Linked DNA regions of Mus musculus: all the other regions are linked to region 2. A link is a contact called in public HiCAR-type, HiChIP or PLAC-seq, Micro-C and promoter capture Hi-C data. All regions are on one chromosome and are shown on one strand. Each heading gives the region's core, a stretch centred on a gene start, on an enhancer-like site or on the middle of the called end of the contact. The rest is flanking DNA. Distances are from core to core; before and after follow the strand shown.

What was found. Promoter capture Hi-C pulls out the DNA fragments that hold promoters and counts their contacts. A called contact is a pair of places that touch in the nucleus more often than the background predicts. HiCAR-type assays count read pairs that join an accessible place to other places. HiChIP or PLAC-seq counts read pairs in DNA pulled down with a chosen protein or histone mark.
Region 1: a contact with region 2 is called in an H3K27ac HiChIP or PLAC-seq map of embryonic stem cells, with 11 times the contacts expected there. The contact joins the promoter of Comtd1 here to the promoter of Dlg5 in region 2. A contact is called at or near these places in 1 of 39 promoter capture datasets (cranial neural crest) and 2 of 115 datasets of contacts at active chromatin or transcription factors (astrocytes and embryonic stem cells).
Region 3: a contact with region 2 is called in a promoter capture Hi-C map of embryonic stem cells, with 4 times the contacts expected there. The contact joins the promoter of Vdac2 here to the promoter of Dlg5 in region 2. A contact is called at or near these places in 3 of 39 promoter capture datasets (cranial neural crest, embryonic stem cells and hippocampal neurons) and 1 of 115 datasets of contacts at active chromatin or transcription factors (astrocytes).
Region 4: a contact with region 2 is called in a HiCAR-type map of astrocytes, with 6 times the contacts expected there. The contact joins the promoter of Samd8 here to the promoter of Dlg5 in region 2. A contact is called at or near these places in 3 of 39 promoter capture datasets (cranial neural crest, embryonic stem cells and stem cell-derived epiblast-like cells) and 1 of 115 datasets of contacts at active chromatin or transcription factors (astrocytes).
Region 5: a promoter capture Hi-C map of cranial neural crest shows a contact between it and region 2. The contact joins the promoter of Slmap here to the promoter of Dlg5 in region 2.
Region 6: a contact with region 2 is called in a Micro-C map of embryonic stem cells, with 2.9 times the contacts expected there. The contact joins the promoter of A330001L22Rik here to the promoter of Dlg5 in region 2. A contact is called at or near these places in 4 of 39 promoter capture datasets (cranial neural crest, embryonic stem cells, liver and 1 more), 4 of 484 Hi-C or Micro-C datasets (all in embryonic stem cells) and 3 of 115 datasets of contacts at active chromatin or transcription factors (all in embryonic stem cells).

What each region holds. Positions count from the first base shown.
Region 1 is chr14:21,847,181-21,850,742 of GRCm38.p6, reverse strand. Comtd1 (catechol-O-methyltransferase domain containing 1) reads left to right here and starts at 1,833. Exons shown (of 7, transcript NM_026965.2): 1 at 1,833-1,964; 2 at 2,075-2,202; 3 at 2,428-2,533; 4 at 2,623-2,741; 5 at 2,816-2,870; 6 at 2,996-3,129; 7 at 3,316-3,562. The coding sequence starts at 1,871. The coding sequence ends at 3,468. It overlaps A430057M04Rik (RIKEN cDNA A430057M04 gene), which reads right to left and starts at 3,165. Exons shown (of 3, transcript NM_176925.3): 1 at 1,664-3,165; 2 at 1,006-1,109. The coding sequence starts at 1,872.
Region 2 is chr14:24,243,779-24,247,379 of GRCm38.p6, reverse strand. Dlg5 (discs large MAGUK scaffold protein 5) reads left to right here and starts at 1,460. Exons shown (of 32, transcript NM_001163513.1): 1 at 1,460-2,233. The coding sequence starts at 1,930.
Region 3 is chr14:21,829,661-21,832,861 of GRCm38.p6, reverse strand. It overlaps Vdac2 (voltage-dependent anion channel 2), which reads right to left and starts at 1,301. Exons shown (of 10, transcript NM_011695.2): 1 at 1,195-1,301; 2 at 953-1,011. The coding sequence starts at 986.
Region 4 is chr14:21,748,921-21,752,056 of GRCm38.p6, reverse strand. It overlaps Samd8 (sterile alpha motif domain containing 8), which reads right to left and starts at 1,526. Exons shown (of 6, transcript NM_026283.3): 1 at 1,277-1,526. The coding sequence starts at 1,450.
Region 5 is chr14:26,532,891-26,536,000 of GRCm38.p6, reverse strand. Slmap (sarcolemma associated protein) reads left to right here and starts at 1,377. Exons shown (of 23, transcript NM_001310445.1): 1 at 1,377-2,673. The coding sequence starts at 2,476.
Region 6 is chr14:21,988,076-21,991,582 of GRCm38.p6, reverse strand. A330001L22Rik (a long non-coding RNA gene) reads right to left here and starts at 2,108. Exons shown (of 2, transcript XR_001781181.2): 1 at 1-2,108. Zfp503 (zinc finger protein 503) reads left to right here and starts at 1,982. Exons shown (of 3, transcript NM_145459.3): 1 at 1,982-2,558; 2 at 3,299-3,507.

The DNA of each region.
Region 1 (3,562 bases), core at 584-3,083, 2.4 Mb after region 2:
AAGGCGCTAGGCAGTGAGCTCGGAGAGATGATCAATTCAGGACTTTCCTTCTCTTGAAAATTGGAACAACACCGCTGCTTCAAGGGATGGCTGGGTGTTGAGCACCTGGTACCCAGCAGGTGCTAAGTAACAGCTTCCGGTTGTCACGTTGTTATCACTGGCCGCAGTGTGGCCCCGTTGTTATCACTGGCCGCAGTGTGGCCCCGCCAGCACGTATTTAGTGCCTGCTGTGTGCTCAGCCCTAAAGGAACTCACATTTCTTCGGGCCTTACCTGGAGAGCATGACTCAAACTCAGAGATATTTTCAGGACTCTCAAGTCATTGAGAGTCAACAAGAAGAAAGAGCTTGTCTAAGGGGCCTGTTCCAGGAGCAGTTAGGAGAAGCAGCTGAGATCCCGCCCTGCCCCTAGAGAAAGTAGGTTCCCCTCCTGTTTGCCTGCACCCTGCACAGATGCTGATAGGTCAAGAAGCCAGTCTACCCTGATTGTGATTGGAGACCTGCCCTCACCTCCGAGGCCCGGGATTCTAGCAGCATTGGCTTCAGTTGGCCAGGTCTAGGGCTCTCTCACTGATCCTGCACCTGTCTGCCTGCCTCCGGAGGGTCTCCGGGCCTGGCCAGTGTTGTTAAGAAACAGACTTCCAGGGCAACCACCTCTGAGGCCCTGTGGACTCCAGCTCTTAAAGACAGCACCAATAGCCTACTAAGCCTGTGTGTGAGGCACACTGTGCGGGTGTTTTCAACCGGAACTCCATCGGGTGTTGTGTGCAGTGAGTGTTGTGAAATATAACTCTGCAAGACAGTATTCTTGGTGGCCCGAGGCAAGGTGCACCCCTGAGAAATTACACTGTGCAACAGTTCTGGTATAAAGGGGGTTTACTGGGAGAAGAGGACTAGAGGCTGGCAAGTGGCTATGTAGACAGACAGATGGGAATGAAGCCAGGGGAGGGGGGAAGGGGGCCAAAGGACTGGAGTGGGGTGGGGGTCTTTTTATCTGTGGCACATACCTGTCGTACGTGGGGGGCGGGGCAGGTGATGCCTTAAGCAATTGCTAGGTCCCTGAGGGCAGGTCAGCAGAGTCTCCTGTGAGCGAAGTCTAGAAAGGATTTCACTGTAGAAAAAAGAGGGACAGTAACACTTGAACTGCATTCCAGTTGTACCTGTCCAGTTGTTTCCAAGTCATAAACTACCACAGTCTTTTGCTTCCACCAGAGTTCAGCATATAGTAGATATTCAATAAATGTCTAGGGAACACCGGTCTAGCAGATAGCCTTGCAAGGGGAACTCAGCTGCTGCCTGCCAAGATGCTACCGCTTCCCAAGGAACCCTCTCTAGCCAATGACCATAACAGCAAGTACCACTATTGAGCACCTACTATGCGAGGAATCCCGTGCCTATCGTAGTAAGGCTGTAATACCTGCTTTACAGAAAAGAAACAGACTCGGAAAGACGGACCGTCACACAAAAAAGCTACACCCAGCATCCCAGCCACTAAGGATACTGTCTTGGAAACCAGGTGACTCTAAACCAGGTTCTTGGTTCCTTTAACTTGGGCACCCCTCCAGCAAGCATTCCCGAGTCTCTTTGGATTCCTCCATTAGCCACACTCACTTTATCCCCTCTCCCCATGCTCACAAGAGCCCTGGTGCAGAGATGACTCCATACCCCGACGCAGTTCCGCATGCAGCCACCGGGTGGCGAGATGTTCTCAGCCTGACCTTGCAATACGGCCATGTGTCACCAGATGGTGCCCGAGGACGCGGCTCTGTGGGCAGGGCCCGGACAAGGTGGAGCCCTGTCGGCTTACTGGTCCCAGTCCCATCCTCGCTACTCCAGCACACGTGACCTCCGCCGCCGCTGCTAACCTGCACCATGGCTCAGCCCGTCCCTCGGCTATCTATCCCAGCCGCACTGGCCCTGGGCTCGGCCGCGCTGGGCGCCGCCTTCGCTACTGGTCTCTTGCTGGGTGAGCTGGGCTGGGCTGCTGCAGTCCGGGGAATGGGAGGAGGGCGCGGAGAAGAGCCGGAGAACCCGGTCAGAAATGCAGGCCCTGACTCGGCACCCTCTCCCCGGCAGGGAAACGGTGGCCTCCATGGGGGTCCAGGCGGCAAGAGCGCCTGCTGCCACCTGAGGACAATCCCCTGTGGCAGTATCTGCTGAGCCGCTCCATGAGAGAGCACCCGGCGCTGCGGAGCCTGCGACTGGTCAGTAGGACTGGGACCGAGAACCGGCTCCCCACTTCCAGCGTGGTGGACCTCACGTGGCTGTGTGACCTTGAGCTAGGCAGAAACCCTCTCTGGGCTTCCGGGTTCCCTGAGACCTGTCCCCTCTAGGCCACACCCGCCACCGAGCCCCTGAATGATTCAAAACCTCAGGGGGGAGGTGGGGGGGGTGACTGGTATGAATGGCACCTCCCTCTCCCCACACAGCTGACCCTGGAGCAGCCGCAGGGGGATTCCATGATGACCTGTGAACAGGCCCAGCTTCTGGCCAACCTGGCGCGGCTCATTAAGGCCAAGAAAGCTCTGGATCTGGGTAGGAACACGCAGCCATGGTCTCTGGAAACCAGGGTCACAGGGCAGCCCTGCACCCTGAACTGAGCTTGACAGTGTCCCCTTCCACAGGTACTTTCACGGGCTACTCGGCCCTGGCCCTAGCCTTGGCGCTTCCGGAGGCTGGCCGCGTGGTGACCTGCGAGGTTGACGCAGAGCCCCCGAAGCTGGGACGGCCCATGTGGAAGCAGGTGAGAGCCCCACACCTGCGGCCGTTCGGGCTCCGGCTCGGGGGCGTGCCGGCCTGACCGGCCTCCTTCCGCAGGCAGAAGTGGAGCAGAAGATCGACCTTCGGCTGCAGCCCGCCCTGCAGACATTGGGTGAGCACCAGTGCGGGAGGGACCCAGACAGCACTGTCCAACCCCGGGGAACAAAACTGGCGACCCTGAGCAGCCCGCTGAGACCCTAGCTCAGCCAGCGGCACATGCCCTCTGTCCCTGTTAAGATGAGCTCCTAGCGGCGGGCGAGGCCGGAACCTTCGACATAGCCGTGGTGGACGCGGACAAAGAGAACTGTACCGCCTACTACGAGCGCTGTCTGCAGCTCCTACGTCCCGGAGGCGTGCTCGCTGTACTCAGAGTAAGGACTAGCTAAGGCAAAACTGCTGCTTCTTGTGGCTGGGTACCCACTCTTCTCAGCTCTTCCCACCCCACCCCCCAGCCCCGCCCCAAAGCCCACCCAGAGTATCATAGGTCCCGCCCCTCCTGGCTAAAGCTCTGGGTCGGCTACCCCCCACTTCCGACGGCCCCGCCCCTCCATCTGTAGGTCCTGTGGCGCGGAGAAGTGCTGCAGCCTCAGCCCAGGAACAAGACTGTTGAATGTGTGCGGAACCTGAACGAACGCATCCTGAGGGACGCCAGGGTCTACATCAGCCTCCTGCCCCTGGATGATGGCCTCTCCTTGGCCTTTAAGATCTAGGGTTAACACGAAGCTTAGGGCCTGGGTGTGAGAACCTAAGACCCCCAGCCAGTGACCTGACTTTTAAACCTGACAATAAAGGTACTGGACACGC
Region 2 (3,601 bases), core at 211-2,710:
GGAAGCTAGCTGGTGCATGAGCCTGGCAAGGGTGTCAGCATGCCCCATCCTCAGTGGATCCTGCTATATACTCCCTTGGCTCTAAGTGAGAATTCCTATCTTGACTTCTCTCAGCAATGGGACAGTGACCTGGAAGTGTTAAGTTAAAATACATACTTTCTTTCCCAAATTGCTTTTGGTCATGGTATTTGCCAGAGCAACAGAATATAATTAGGTCATCTTCTTGGTCACAGAAGCCCAGGCTATCTGATCAGAGAGGGATCTTCAAATGGTTTTGCTCCAGCATATTGGAATCCATGTTGGGTTATAGAAGCCTTAAAAAATGATAAAGCTATCAAACCCAGCCCAGAAAACACACGTTCACAATAGTGTTGAGATTGTTTCAGCGCCACACAGACCCTGCTGAACTTGCTCATGAAGCTACAGCTGAGAACCCCTGGTTTGATGCTCTTCTCATCCCCCTTCTCCTGAAAAATACTAGGTGAGGGAATGTAATTGGTTCTCTTCCACCATCATTCTGACATCGTCCACCATCATTCTGAGGGTCTTCTTGGTCTAATCACTATTCAGAGTTTGTTTCTATAAACAAACATGGCTTCTGGCTTCTGTCAAAGAAGGACATTTGAGATGTCTTTGCTTTGGTAACGGTGCCATCGAAAGAGTTCTTGGCCGGCCTTAGAAAGTAAGCCAGCCGTTGGAACGCAGAACTTTGCAGTCTTCTTCCCTGGGATGCAGATTCCGTTCCAGGTATGCAATTGTAGAGAGAGAGAAAGAGAGAGAGAGAGAGAGAGAGAGAGAGAGAGAGAGAGAGAGAGAGAGAGGAAGAAGGAGGAGGAGGAGGAGGAGGAGGAGGAGGAGGAGGAAGAAGAAGAAGAAGAAGAAGAAGAAGAAGAAGAAGAAGAAGAAGAAGAAGAAGAAGAAGAAGAAGAAGAGAACTGTCGGAGAAGGTAGACGGTCTTGAGCTGAAGTCATTATGGGAAGCAAGGTAACTCTGTGATTTGCTATGATCTTGGGGCGACACCAAGGAGCACTTTTCTTGACAGAAATCTCCAAGAGCCCACAGCAAACACTCCTTATGCACACCCAGGTCCTGCAAACATCCACTGCCTTTGACTCTGGAGCTCTGATACAGGTGTGCAGGATGCTATTAACTGTGAGGCAGGTTAGGGGGTTTTATTGGGAGATTTTCTAAGAAAATCTTGGAATGGGGACAAGTTCTGGAGAGGTCTTTAAATTGGAAATGACCAAGTGGGGGAGGGTTTTGCATTGTGTCCTTGGTTTGTTTTAGAATTCTTAGAAGACTCTGGACTAGGGGCAGTATGTGAACAGGGTAGGAGCAGTTTCTCTCAGTACCTTGTGGACTAAGGGCCGGTGGGGTCCGGACCCTTCCCCTTCGCCCAGTGTTTCAGTTGCCTGCTACCTCCTCCAGGCCGAAGGCGGGCCGGGGAGGAGAGAGGCCAGAGGGGCGGACCGCGGCTGTGCAGGCGGCGGTGTGGGAGCTCGGGGGAGCCGGGCCGGAGCCGTCGGGCGCCCGGCGACAATTCCCCCCGCGGCGATCGCAGTGTGCGGCGGGGCGGTGGGCGCGGAGGCGGAGCTGGAGGGGGCATGCCTGGCTGCTGCGAGGCCTCGGGGCGCGCCCCGGCCGCCGTCCCCACCTCCGCCTCCTCCTTCTCCTCCTCCGTCTCCTCCTCCTCTTCCAGTCCCGCCGCCGCCGTAGCCAACATGGCTGCGCCCCGGAGCCCGGGAGGCGGCCGTTGAGAGCTGCCCGATCGTCCCGGCCCCGAGGCTCGCAGGCCCCGGCCCATGGGCCCCGCCGCCTCGCGACTCCCGGCGCGCTAGGCTGCCGCCCAGTTCGGCGTGCAGCCCGCCGGCCTCGGGAAGCCCCGGCGCCGTCCGGCGGGGCGGGGCGGGGCGGCGCGGGCCGCCACCATGGAGCCGCAGCGCCGGGAGCTGCTCGCCCAGTGTCAGCAGAGCCTGGCCCAGGCCATGACCGAGGTGGAGGCCGTGCTTGGGCTGCTGGAGGCAGCAGGAGCGCTGAGCCCCGGCGAGCGGCGGCAGCTGGACGAGGAGGCGGGAGGCGCCAAGGCGGAGCTGCTGCTCCAGCTCCTCCTGGCCAAGGAGCAGGACCACTTCCAGGACCTGCGCGCCGCCCTGGAGAAGACTCAGCCTCACCTGCTGCCTATTCTCTACCTGAACGGCGTCGTCGGGCCGCCGCAGTCTACAGAGGGCGCGGGTGAGTGGCAGTCCCGCGCGGCCCCTCCTGCCCTCCGGCCACCCCTTCTCTCTGCAGCTCACCAAGGGGGTTGGGGGGGCCGAGGCTCAGGTCGCAGCCACCGCTCTACCTGTATGGCGCGGGTGACACCTTCTCTCTTATCCTACCCGGGGAGGGACGGATGCCTGGAACCTCATTCACACCTCCTGCCTCTGTTCTGCGGTTTTCTGGGAACAATAACCCCCTCACCGAAAGCCTTGTCTTTCCTCTCCTTGTTGCTACTGCTGCAGAGTCCTCCGGAAGCCACCAGGTCTGGTGGCGGGGCGGAGGTCGGAAGACACCTCGGAAGGATGTCGGTCAGCCCCCTTTCTAAGCTTCTCACGGTCGGCTAGCCCTTCGGGAGCCCTGGGTTGCAATCCGCAGGAAGGGAATATAGGCCAGGGGAAGATCCCCTAAGTTCTGATCCCTGCAACCCTCTTTAGGTCACTCGTGTCTTTTCACTTTGTGTCCGTGCCCGTTTCCTTCTCGTCCCCTGGACCTCAGTCTCCTAACTCGCCCAGATTTGCTGTGAATTATGCACACCGCCTTCCCCGGTTTCTTTGGAAATTGTGGGCCCGGAAAAGTTGAGGAAGTTGCATTGCACCATGGGAAAATCTTAGTAGTGGTTGCTGTGGCTCGGTTCCCTCCCGGAGAGTTCTGAGTTCCCGGTGGAGGAGAGCTGAGCACCTCTGAGTGGTGCCCTTTGGAACCCCTGTGTTCTTGCTCTTGGAAGTGACTGAGTTGTAAGTGTGTGTAGGGGGAGGGGTGCTGCTGGAGTTTGCGACTAGTGGTAGGCTTGTCCTGACTGGGCTGTGGAGAGAGAAGCCAGCCTCCTCGACAAGGAAGAAGGCATAGTACAGAGAAAGGATGAGGGCTGGCATGTATGGTGTCTGTTGTGGCAGGAACTCTACCTTATCACATTTAATCGCTGTTAACAGCATGTGAACTATCCAGTATTCCTGCTTTGCCAGAGAGAAAACTGGCCTGCAGAGGTTAAAATGTTTAACGGATTGAATGCTAAGAGTTTTGAATTATTGTCTATTGCTTAAAAAAAAAACATATTCAGAGCCTGGAGACAGCAAGTGTGTCTTGCCCTTGTTTTAAGTTGAATCAATATACATAATAAAATCAATCAAGACACATGTAAAAGACCAGTGAATGAAGCGAGCTGGAAAAATAAAACTGCCCTTAGCAACGTGCGGGCCAGAGGTTGAGGAGACCCGTTTATGGGACTGTTAAAAGCTATCCTTATAAAGGGAGTGGTTTTATTAGGTGTCTCTGGTAGCAGTCCTCATCTCCATGAGTCCTTTCAACCCTGTTTTCTCTAGCTGAAGGGAACTGATATACAGA
Region 3 (3,201 bases), core at 52-2,551, 2.4 Mb after region 2:
AGTTAATGTGAGCTACTACTAGGACCTACTGCTAACATTTACATTCAAGCAGTTCAACCGGAGTGGGTTTTGATGCCACTAGAACTTCAATAAATGTTATTCTAAAGTAGCCACCCATAACAAAAACTTATTTCTAAATAGCTATGTGGTAATACAAACCTGGGACATTTCTACCAAGTTTTAAGAATGGGGGAAGCCTTTCTAATTCCTAAACATAAGTGTCTACTGCCTACACAGTTGCCAAAACTCAAGGTGACTGATTTAACGGAGATAAAAACCAAAATTTAAGCTTAGGCGTTCTCCCCTAACAAACCTTTGGGAAGGACTTCCAAAATCAAAACCAACACTCTGGGAACTGGCACAATTGAGACACGGGCAAAAAATACAACCATCTATGTCTACAGCAACTAAATATCAAATGGCACTTTAAACACATTACTACGGTCCCCCAAGTCCTCCGACAACGTGAGGCTTAAGGGCAAGGAATCCGAGCTCCAGGAGCAGCTCATTCATTCTCCAGTGCACATCCACGCCCTTAGGAACACGTGTAATGACCTTGTAGTGCACTCGACCTGTGCAGGCAGACAGCGAACTACTTCCTCTTGCAAAGTGACTGCTCTAACTCTCCGCCCCCCCCCCCCGAACCCCAAGATGGAATTCAACAACTAAGTGTTTTGCTTTCGGATTTGTAAGTAACATATCCAAAAGCCAAGGGTGGGTGCGGCCAAGGACCAACGCCCCAGGCGCGAGCCCCCCTATCTGCAACCCAACAGCCCAGCACCACGTCCGTCAACAGAGTGGCAGTGTAAGACTTAGGGGGCGCGCAAAGAAGCAAACTTTCCAAGTCTTTGCAGGCATCATGTGGGCCACGGCGGAACAAGGTATGGTTCTCTAAAGAGGAACAGCACAGCCCCCATGGCCCCATCGCGCAAACACCTCTTGTGCTACTTACGCCGTGGGCATACCGGTACACAGCACTCAGCCATGGCGAAGTCGCGGGGAAAAGGTGATCTGTGAAAGGGACAAGAAGTGCGGTCAGGGGACAGTCAAAGGGTCCCCTGGGGAGCTCGGACATTAGAGAAAGGGGCCGGGGCCGCTGCGGCCATCTTAGGGGACCAGGGCCGCCCTGAGTTCACTCAGGCTGCCGGCCCGCCCTAAGGCCCCAGAGTCGGCAAGAGGCGGGCACCATAGTACCTGCGGGTGTCCTGAGGGGCGCTGCCGCCACCGCTCGGCTCGCAGCTGAGGCCACTCCGCTATCTGAAAGTTGCGCTGCAGCCACCGCGGCTGGAGGGCGAAGTGAAGGAGACACCGTTGCGCCCCGCCGCAAGCCTGGCCTCCCCCAGCCAGGTCCCCGCCGCGGCCGCCCGGGCTGTCTACCGCGCCTGTCCTTGCCGCTCCGCCCGCTGCCCACTCCCACCTGCTCCGGAGTGACCACGTGGGTCGAGAGCACGGCGGTCTCCTTGGGTGAGCGGTCTCGGACCGTCCGGCGGGGACGGGGCGAGCAGGAGCTGCGGGGCCTCGGGTTAGGCAATGTCCAGGACAGCCCCAGAGGCGAGGACCTGGGAACGGCGGAGGCGGCGCAACGGCACCCGCGCGGTCAGGATGGGAGTGGCCACGCGAGTCGCGACGGGGCGGGGCGATGTGCCCCGCAGGGTCACGTGCACCCTCTCAGCCTCCTCCCTGAGTCCCAGCCTGGAGGTCTGAACTTAAGGTCCGGGTTGAGGGGGATGAAACACTCTCCCCAAGTGCAGCCTCCATGCTCTTCCCATCTCGGTTCACCGCCCACCGCCATGTCCTCCCCTGCTGGGACTAGGCTGGGCTCCAAAGGAACAAACTTGAGCCAGTCTCTGGGCATTTCTCTCGGAGCCTCAGGGTTGCGCTCCTGCAGCCTCCGTCTCACCCATATATGGTATGGGTTCACACACGCGCAGAAGCACATCCTGCTCTAGGAAGAGAAGCTTCCCCTGGTTGAGAGGCCTGGAGAGACAAGGGAATAACTGTAGGATTCATGCTGACCAGTCATTAGAATGCTGCTCTCAAGTTCTTTAGATATGCCAGAAGAGGGAGGGAGCAGCCAGTCCTGATGCCTATACCTGTAGTCCCAGATCTGGGCGGCAGAGAAATTACACCAGATTGAGGCTAAACTACAGAGTGAGGCAAAAGGTTAATAAAGATAAGAGACCGCTGGATAGTGGTGGTGCACACCTTTAATCCCAGCACTTGGGAGGCAGAGGCAGGTGGATTTCTGAATTCGAGGCCAGCCTGGTCTACAGAGAGAGTTCCAGGACAGCAAGGGCAATACAGAAAAACCCTGTCTTGAAATAATAATAATAGAGACCAGTTTGAGGCTAAACTACAGGGTGAGGCAAACAGGATAATAAAGATAGAATCGGAGGCTCAGTGAGTAAGAACCCTTATCTTGCTGTGCATGCAAGGGGACCTGAGCTCGGATCCCCAGCACCCAACACCCACATTAAAAGCCAGTAGTAGTTCCAGAAATAGAAACAAGAGGGTCACGGGGGCTCTGTCAACCTGGCCTGCAAACCGTGTTCTCTAAATTCTGTAAAAGGTGAAGAGCAGTAGACACTGTTCAAAACACACACACACACACACGTCAGCCATACAGAAGATTTAAAATGGAGACAACTGACACTTCAGCTCAATAAACTCAAATAATTTAGCCTGTGGACCTCAATTCCCTCATCTCTAAGATGCTGTTTAATAATCTTCAATAGACATACAGTTGGACTGAGAGCAAAGACACCCACACATATGCACTCATGACTCAATCGTCTCTGAACTCTTCCTCTACTCAAGTACTGTTAAGTCATCACTCTCCTCCTAAGCCGGAGGAAAGATGGCTAGGTGGGCTCCCCCCAATCCAACACCCAAGTTTAAAGTTACACTCTGGTATGTTTCTCTCCCAGGAGCAAGGCTAGCCAGCAACCTCACCTGCTCACAGCTGGAATTGTGTTGTAAAAAGTGAAATGGGAAGAGTCTTTGTGTGTATGAGATCGGGCTCCAGCACCTGACTCATCCCTTCATCCAAGCTCAGGCAGGTTGGTCTGCCATGGACCTGGCCCACGGGAGACAGTCTGCCCCAGCTGTGTGATGCTTGTGGTAGAGTTTGGCCTCCTCAGCACTGCCTTCCAGAAAAACTCAGCCTGCTAAATTAGTTACCTCAATTGCCTATAGCAGGGC
Region 4 (3,136 bases), core at 277-2,776, 2.5 Mb after region 2:
TCCAGAAAAAGCACCTGTGTGCTTACACATTTCTTTTGTCAGCTGCCAACTATAACCTCCCTTTGCTACCTTTAGGTTTCTTGATCACGATAGAAAAAAAATTCCATTCATGTGGAAAAAATCTGCTAAATAGCAAGAGAATACTGATCCTGAAAAAGCTGTTAAAATCACCTTTCAAATTTTGTACGAGGTAACTCCAATCCTCGAGTTACCAATGGGGACGATCTTGTAGGATTCTGGACTATGGGTGGCTTCACTTCTTGTCGTAAATGACCTCTTAAACCCAAGAATTTCCACGGACCATATTTCCACCCTGTGGCCAATATGCGGGCCAACTCAAGCTGTATTCAAGTGTTAACAATTCGCACTGAATTATCTGTAAAATCCAAACGTCCAAATTCCCCTTGCAGATTTAATTTTTTTAATTTAAAGGTAATGTACTAAAGACTTACACTTGCCTGACATCTGAACCTTCTTAAAAACGAAGCACAGAGGAGAAGAAACCACTCGCGTCAGAAGAAATCTGAGTGACATCTTTATTTTCACAAATCACTACCCTCTACGAACATCACTTCCTCTCTCCGATCGCCTCCCCCAGTCCCTGTACGAGAATCAGCGATGCATACCCGCCCCTCGCAATCTAGCTTCTTAAAGGGATCACAAACAGGCAAGCCCCAAAGCCGTCATCCACTACCCAGAGATTTTTGACACCTTGAAAGACACTTACCTGTAAAAAAGCCAAGGCCCTAAATTAGATCCCCAAGGGCTCCTTTTTTTCCCCTGGACTTTTCCTCTCTAACCTTTAGGCCAAGCTCCTTCCCACCCGACAGCACCTCCCTCTTTCCAGGCAACCCTAACTCCCGCCCTGCGAAACCAGCCACCATTCCCACCGAGTCAGGTGGCTGTCAGTCCCCACCCGGCTGCCTCGCCCTCATGCGGGTTACGGGTTACAGGAGGCCCGGGGCCAGCTCTCCCTATCCCTCATCTCTATGGCTACAACCCAGGGCACCTCCTCCTCCAGGTCTGGATTCCGGGGACCCCTCTTGCACGTTCCTTCTCCCCTAGCCGGGTAGCAAGGACCCAGCCCCTGCGCCTCGTCCCTTGTTGCCCGCGGGTCAGCTCAACCCCCTGATTTTCTCCGGATTCCATTCCAGAGCGGCCTCCCCTGGCTTCCCCAACCGTCTCCCCGCGGCCCTTGGCGCCCCCGACTCTCCACTCACCCTTGGTTGCAGGCGCCCCCCAATCTCCCCTCTCATCAGCCTCGGCGCCCGCTCACCTCCGCGGTGGGAGCCGGGCTGCCGGGACCCAGCTCGGAGCCGGTGTCTAAGTCGCCGTTGGAGTCGGGGGTCCTCGGCGCGTAGGCGGGGCGCAGCGCCTTGAGAGTCAGACGCGAAGGCCGGGGGAGGGAGCCGGAGCGCAGGCGGGAGCCGGCTCGGCTACCAGCGGGCATCGCTCCGGCCCCTTTGGAGCCGTGCCGCCAGCAGCGGCCAGCCGAACCGGAACTGCTTCGGGAGGCGGGGCGCTACGGGGAGGGGGCGGGTCCAAAACCGGAAGAGGAGGGGAAACCCAAGGGGGAGGGGGAGAGCGCTTGCGTCATGCCCAAGCATAATTCATCAAAGGGTTTTAATGAAGATAGGAGAAGGCTTGTGGGTTGTTGACTGGGGTTGGAGCCTAGGAAGAGGCTATTATCCTGAGCCCTTTGAAGGGGCAAACCCCTTCTCAGTCAGTCCTCAAGTTGCATCATTTATTTGTTTTTCCACCTTTGGTGTTTTCGAGACAAGGTTCCTCTGTGTGTAGCTTCAGCTGTCCTGGACATCACTCTGTAGACCAGGCTGGCCTCAAACTCACAGAGATCCACCTGCCTCTTCCTCCCAAGTGCTGAGATTAAAGGCGAGTGCCACCACTGCCCAGCCCCGTTTATTGCCCCTTGATTTTGTACTGTGCTAGAGACTATACTTCAAATCATTGTTTCAACTCTGTAGATCTCATAGAAAGGTCAAGAAACATTGTAGCCTGACGTAGCACAGTTAATCCAAGCTGGTACCCAAGCCCAAGCTAACCTCAGACAGAACCTGGGTTCTTTCCTGCTACTACCATACCCCACCTTAACGGAATATCCCCTTCTAAAGCAAGCCTAACATTGGCAGAATCCACGTCTGAAGCCATCTGCAGCTTGAAATCTCAGCCCTCTTTGACTCTACTTTCTTGAACAATGCAGGACCGGCTTTGGTAGTTCTGAGGGAGAAGGGGGCAGATTCTAAGATGGACAGGAGGAGAACAGGGGCAGCCAGGAATCTGCCTAGTATGCTCAGAACCTTCAAGGGCTCCATGACACTGCAAAACATCTCATCTCCTGCAGCCCTTGTAGGCAGAGAACTCTCTTGTCCCCGTGCTTCTATAGGGGTAGAGGTGTTGCTCAGTGGTTAGAGCACTTGCTGCTCTTGCTGGAGACTCAGGTTTAATACCCTTTCACCTCAATGCCTCAAGTTCAATGCCACATGCCACCTCACAACCATCTAGAACTCTAATTCCAGGAGACCCACCCCCCACCCCCACTTTCTGGATACAGCAGGCATGGGATGCATGTGGCCCACATACATATTTGTAGGCACTCAAACATAATTTTAAAACTTATTTTATATGTATAAATGTTTGCCTGCATGTATTATCTGTGTTCTTAACCACTGAGCCATCTCTCCAGTACCAATAAAATATTTTTAATTATAAAAATAATGTTTAAAAAGTGGTTCTAGTGTCCAAAGATTCTCAGAGCCTTATTCTCAGAGCCTTGGGCAATGATCACCTCTCTGACATAAAAGGATCCATCAGCTTTCTCTTAAAAAAAAAAAAAATCTGCTATCTTCATTATAGAACCACCGTTCTGTGTGAACCCTACAGCACACGTCAGATGCTTTCCTCCCTGTGTGCCTAAGTTTCTGTGACTCCACAACTCTGACAAGGTCCCCTGTGTTCCACAATCCAAAGGCTCCAATGCAGCCGATATCGGTGTCCCCCCCTGTTTGTGGCCCACTTAGACCTGCAAGAGTCTTTTCTGACATTCAAGCCTCAGTGCTTTTCTCTGCTTTAACTCTTGTCATTGGAACCCGTCTATGCAGGCTCTAAACCTACGAATGAA
Region 5 (3,110 bases), core at 128-2,627, 2.3 Mb before region 2:
AGAAAAAGTATCCTAAAGAAGTTTAAAGCCATGTCCAACGTTTCTCAGGGAAGTCTGTGGTCACAGGAATCTCAAGAATGAAGTCAACACTGATTTGAAGAGATTAAGATTCTCTACAGTCTTTCCTAAGGTTTTCTTTCAGCTCGAGCCACGGTTTTTTCTTCTTTGGAACAATGACTCCATACATACTGGTCTTTCTCCTCGCAATTCCCAGGCTTAACACAGACTTCAGGATTGTTGGTTGGGTTATTCTCTGTATTTTCCTATTAGTAACTTTCGACCTTGACCCCTCTTTGGAAACGTGTTTTAAAACTTTCTGGTCTCAAGTAGGGTGTGGTGGCGCACACCTTTAATCCCAACACGCTGGAGGCAGTGGCAGGTAGATTTCTGAGTTGTAGGCCAGCTTGATCTACTTAAAGGGCTCCTGGACAGCCAGAGAAACCCTGTCACTAACCCTACCATTACCCCAACAAAATCCTCCCCCACTCCAAAAAACCCCCCACAACTTTCTGTTCTCCACGTTAGAACCCACGAAGGAGTTCTGAGAAACATAGTCGCATCAGTGAAAAGGACAGGAATTTGGGATGGAATTCATAAAGCCCGGTGAATTAGCAGAGGGAGGAAAGTCCTTCAGGTGTCATTAAGTCTAGGGACTTGTGGAATTTGGTCATCTGTAGAGCAGTGGTGAGTGACTCAGTTGCCCACAGCTACGATGACTGCTAATGAGTATGTCCTTTGCATGGAATTATTCTCCGCACGTGTTAGTATTTTCAGTGAGAACTGTAGTAAACACACTTAGTACACGTAGGTACTTGTAGGTACTTTCTTATTCATATGTTGCCGCTGTGTGTGCTTTTGAAACATTCAACCCCTCAAAGTTTCTCTTGCCCTTAACCAAAATGGCCCTTAAGGTTGTCTGGAGCTTTGAAGCTTCTGGCCCTTAACAAAGATGGCGCCAGGGGTCATGTTAAAAATAAGCTTGCCTTCTTCCCTGCCAGTGACAAACATGGCTTCCACGGCGTCAATCACATGATACCCCCTATCTACGGCACGGGAGCCGGCGGAGGAGGGCCCTTGAAAAGGGTGCGCGTTCCCGTGGCGGTGCACCCGGTAGGTTTCAGTCAGAGTCACTATGGCGGCCAACGCTGGCAAGGTAAGCTGAGGCGGCGGCGGAGGTGGTGGCGGCGGTGGCGGCAAGGGAGGAAGGAGCCGACGTTCCGTCCTGGCTCCGGAATCCCGTAGCCTGAGCAAGGAGAGGTCGCCCGAGGTCGGAGGCAGCGGCCGGGGACTGGCGGGGGCTGGCTGAAGGGGGCGAGGGCTGAGGCGAGCGGGCGCCGGTCCCTGACTGCCGTTTGTTTTGGTGTCTCCCCGCCTAGGTCGGAAAGTTTCCTGCCTCGTCCGCCACCGCCTGAGCTTGCCGCACTGGCTGCGAGTGGAGGAGGCTGCGGCGGACCCAGCCCCGGCCTCCAGGCCTCTCCCTCCACCTCCGGGCCAGCCTCCCTCCCCCACCCCGTCGTCCTGCGGGAGCCGCCAGTCCCTGCGATGCGACCCTCGCGAGGACGCTCCTGAGGGGAGGTGGCCCATGTGCTGAGCAGCAGAGCCCGAGAGCTCCGAGAAACCAACTTCCCGCCGGCCCGCCCGTCGGCCCGCTCGCCCGCCCGGTCGCCCGAGCCTCCCCGGGGTAGCTCCTCGCTCTGTCCGCACCGGCCTGCAGAGCCGGGTCCCCGCCCTGGTCGCGGGGACACCCGTCAGGTGCCCGGGACTCGCGACCCAGACGCCGCCCGTGCCCCGGCAGCCCTCCCACGCCTCCAGCCCGGGATCGCAGCCTCGGCTCACGCTGGGCCGGGGACCCCTGCCACTCCCGGGCGGCCTCGGCGCAGCAGGGCAATGCAGCCCGGCCCGCTGGCCCTCTAGTCCTCCTCGTCCGTCCCCGCACCTCTTCTCAGCCCCGAGGCCCCGCGGTGGCTGCCCGGAGGTCCTCCGCGCCTCTTCCTTGAGCCCCGAAGGACCTTCCTGGCTGCGCGAGTCAACCCTCTTCATGCTGCAGTGCTGCACCGTTTCCGCTACCGAAGGGGACAAGCGGCCGGGATCTCAAACAAAACACAAGAACTGGTGTGTGACTCATCTGCTCGGATACCTCCTGTCCCCAAACTGTCTTCCAGGAGTTTTCTTGGCCGAAGCTGCCCAATGTTTGAGCCTTTTCTTCCTAGGGAAGATGGACTGAAAGCTGCTAGTTGGGGACTTTTTTTGGTCAAGGTGCCTCTGTATTTTAAAGGAGGTGATGGGGCTTGCGCTGGCTTGTCCTCCTGCCCAATTGAAGAGTTGTTGATGTTCACTGGTTATGCTTAGACAATGCGCAGTTTGTTTTAATTTAAAAATTTTGGGGGGTTAGGGGGTGTAGGCTTGAGAAGAGCATTCCGAACCTGGAGGAGCTCCTCATTGTCCCTGGTCCAGACACCCCCCAGCCTGTCCTCGATGCCGTCAGCCTTGGCCATCTTCACTTGCCGCCCGAACTCGCACCCGTTTCAGGAGCGTCATGTCTACCTGGACGAGCCCATCAAGATCGGCCGCTCGGTGGCACGCTGTCGACCAGCGCAGAATAATGCCACCTTTGATTGCAAAGTGCTGTCAAGGAACCATGCCCTCGTCTGGTTTGATCACAAGACGAGCAAGGTAATGTCGCTATAGTGTTTGACAGTCTTTCCTTTCCTTTCCTTTCCTTTCCTTTCCTTTCCTTTCCTTTCCTTTCCCTTCACCTTCTCTGAGAGGTGTAATGTATGCAACGATCTCAGGGTTTCTTCCCAGAGGACACTTTTCTGCGAGGCCTCGGAATCAGCTTTTTGTGTGTGTCTGAATTCTAGTGGAAATGGAATCGAAGTGGTTGAATGAAAAACAGAGAAGGTATTGTTACTAAATGTCTCGGCAGGGCGATGGCTTCTTGATAAACTTGGTCATTCCCAGTGAAATCCCAAACCCTAATTCGTTTAGGAAAGGTAGATAGTGAAACTTGACCTCTGACTTTCAGTCCTTTTAGAAGGGTGAATCTGCAGGTCGGTGCTTGATTAAGCAAGCAGTGGTTCCCAGAGCAATGCCGGAATTTGTGGCCTCTG
Region 6 (3,507 bases), core at 859-3,358, 2.3 Mb after region 2:
ATTGCTCAGCGGAACAGAACCTGGGTGCAGAGACCCCTGGGGGCCTGCTCCAGTCCAGGACTCTTAGGGCGCTCTGGGCCAGGCTTTCCAACTTGCCGGGCCTGACCTGTCAGGCGGATTATCTTCGAGGGAGATTAATAGGGGAGGCGGGCTGCAATAATAATCGTTTTGTTTGATGTGACAACTCTGATAGGCGTTGATTTACTTACAAACTGATAGGCTTTTAATTGAGCGCCTCCGCCGAGCCAGAGATGAAAGGGAAGCGGTGGTGAAAGGCGGCCCGCCTGCCCTCCGGCCTCAATACTGATTAGCCATCTCGACAGTGAATAGTTCAAGGCATTTTCAAACTTTTTTCCTCGGCTCTCTTCCCTTCCGCCTTCTTCCCTCCACCTCCTCCTCAAATATCTGCCATGCCCACACCCTTTTTTTTTTTTTTTTTTTTTTTTTAGAAAACAAATCATGTCCATTGTGTGCAAATAAAATCCGCAGGACGTCCATGCCAACCACCTCTGAGGGTTGGAAGCATTAGGCCTAGCCTGAAGTAATTAATAACAATATATCCCCCCACACCCCCTCCAACTTCCACAGCTTACTCGGCCTTCAGAGATTTGGCCTCCCTTGAGAGGTGCGCAGGCTCAGATGCTGGTGCCTCCCCAAAGCCCGGGGAACGCAGACCCCCAGGCGCCCCCGTGCGCTCCGACCTTCGGAGTTGAGTTTTAACGCGGCAGTCGGAGCTCACGGAGCCCGGCGGCGCACACCGGTGAGCGCATGTAATCTACGTGGGACGAGAGCCATTCCACGATTCTACCAGTCTTGAAGAGCTGGGGTGGCCTCCCTTGAACTGCCCAGCGCAATGAGAAAACTACTGGAATTGGAGGAAAAGAGACAAACTGAGCCTAGAAACTGAACCCCCGGAGCGAAGAGGACACCCTAGGCCCGCGCTTGCTCCTGCTCTCCTCAGTTCTGTCCACAGCGTCAACTCTCACTCTCCAGGCCTATGAAAGAGGCCAATATGGCAGGTGGCCCAAGGCCTAGCTTCCTATGCTAGGACCACAGGAGCTGACCAGAGGGTGACACCTTTAGAGCCATACAGTGGGAGACACCGGCAGGCACTAACACCCCGCAGGCTGCAAGCAGCTTCAGAGACCTTACCCGGCAGAGTTTGGGGTTGCCATTCTGCCAAAACGTAAGCTGGACTTCTTACTCCAGAGATCATTCAGGCACCTTCACAAAGGTGCCTGTGATCTTGCCATAGTCTCACAAATTTACCTTTCTCAATTGTCGCAGGAGGATCACAAACAGCCAATGTTCTTAACACACACACACACACACACACACACACACACACACACACCAGCCCCAGCCGCTCTTCTTTCCAAATTACCATTAATCGAGTTACCATCCCATTAACTTTGCCAACCTAAGGAATCAAGGAATAAAATCAAAACTCTGTGAAAGAATACTTACGAGAAAATTATATAACTCACCCCCACCCCAGAAAGTTCTCGTTATCCGCGTGGACAGAAACAGAAGGGAAGGGGGACTGGGATGGTAGGAAAGAAATAGGCTGGCAAACAGAAGGAAAAGTCCCCTGAGCGTGCCCGGTTCAGCTCAGGGTGCGCGGTGGTCCGAACCCGGTCTCCAGGCTGGGCCCCCGCCCCTGCGCAGGGCGCAGATCGGCTCCTGGCTCCCAGCTCTCCCAGCCCCACCATTTATCAAAAGGACTTGACAACAAAAGAAGAGCTCTGCGGAAAAGTGGGGGGAGGGGAAATTCAAAGTCTCCCAAGTCCCTCCGAGCAAGGGGGTGTGTCCTCTTCTCACCCCCTTCTACTTTCTACGAGTTTCTGGGAGTAACCCCGGAGCGGACGTTATGGAAGTCGCCCAGCGGCACAGGAGTGCATACGCACTGTGCACCCAGATCCAGGTACAAGTCAGCATGCACAGCGCCTCCCCTCTTCTTTCCAAACAGCCCGAGCGACGGCGCAAATCGAGGGGAACGCCGAAGTCCCGCTCCGCTTCCCTGGAAGAACCGGTTTCCACAGGCAGCCGCCCCTCCCTCTCGCGTTCCTTCCCTCTCCTCTCCCCGCATAGGTCAGTCCTGTCTGGATGGTCTACATCATGCCGTCCAGCAGCCCGATTAAGTCCCGGCTCCCAGGACTGTCGGGATGGCCAGCGGAGGGTAGTGGCGAAGGACCCGGGAGAGGAGGAGAGCGAGCCTGAGACCTGTTTGCCTATGCACATGGTCAGGCCTCTTCTCTTGAGCTATTCAACTCTCGCTACGAACACGGGTCACAGAATTAAGGAGGTTTATTCTACAAGTAACCTCCAGAACTCGGGCTATATTTGATGGCATGGCTCTTTGGAAAGAAATTCCCGAGTCTGGGGTGGGAACACTACCGAGGTCGACAACTGGACATCCTCAAGTTACATTCCCGGGAGGGATTATGCCAGAGAGGCGGGAAACCTCCGCGTTAGACGTCGCCTCCAGCGTCGTTCTTAGGTACTCAGCAGACCCGAACTGGGCGACCCGGATTGACCGAAGCACCCAAAGGTAGAAGGTGTGTCTGTCTCCACAACCCCAAGAGGGAGTGAGCACATCCCAGGCCGGTGCTCCAGACTAGGAGTCCTGGGTGCACCTGCGCACTTTACTCTCACTATTTCATTTTCCTGACTGTGGACGCCCCTTTCCCCTCTTTCTTTTTCTTACACACCCTCCACACACACAAACACACACACAGGTGCCAGGAGGCTGCTGCTCTTTCCCCCTCCTTCAGTTTCTTCTCGGTCTCTTCCTTCCTCTGTCTCACTCTAGGTCTCTCTTTTTCCCTTCAAGTCTCACCCGCCTTGTAATCAGCAACAAAAGCTGACATAAATCACGGGCAGATTGACAAGAGCTGACAAATAACTGATTGATTGCGGTCGAGGCACATTGACAATTGATGGAGGGGTGGAGATGCCCAGAGAAACAGGGGGTGCGGGGGGGGGGGAGAGTAGCAAGACGAAAGCAAGAATGGGGGGGGGGCTGAAGTGTGAAACAGGGGAAACATGTGACCCCCCGCTCAAGCCCCAATCTGAGCGTCCTTCGGTGTCACGTGACCGGGAAGGGCGGAGAGCCCGGCGCACGTCGCGAGGACGAGCAGCCACCGCCTCCGTTGCCCTTCTAGCTTCTGGTTTCTCTGCTGCTGAACCTCTGGAAATCCAAGCGGGCGGGCAGACTTTCTGCAGCATCGACTTTCCTTACCCGGGTGGCCGCGCCACGCAAAATCTTAATTTCTGAAAAGATTTTTTTTGTATACAGGCTCCCACTCATCCCTGGAGTTGACTGTTCAGCAGGTATCCACATTACCGCCTGCGTTTCTTCTCCCGAAGTCTGTTAACACTCCCTCCCTCCAAAGGTTTCAGTTTGTTTTCCTGCTGGGAAAACGAAGAACGACGAAGAGAAAAAAGAAGGAAGGCGGTAGATGACAAACGTAGAATAAATGTCCATCTCGTCCGGGTAGCGAAATC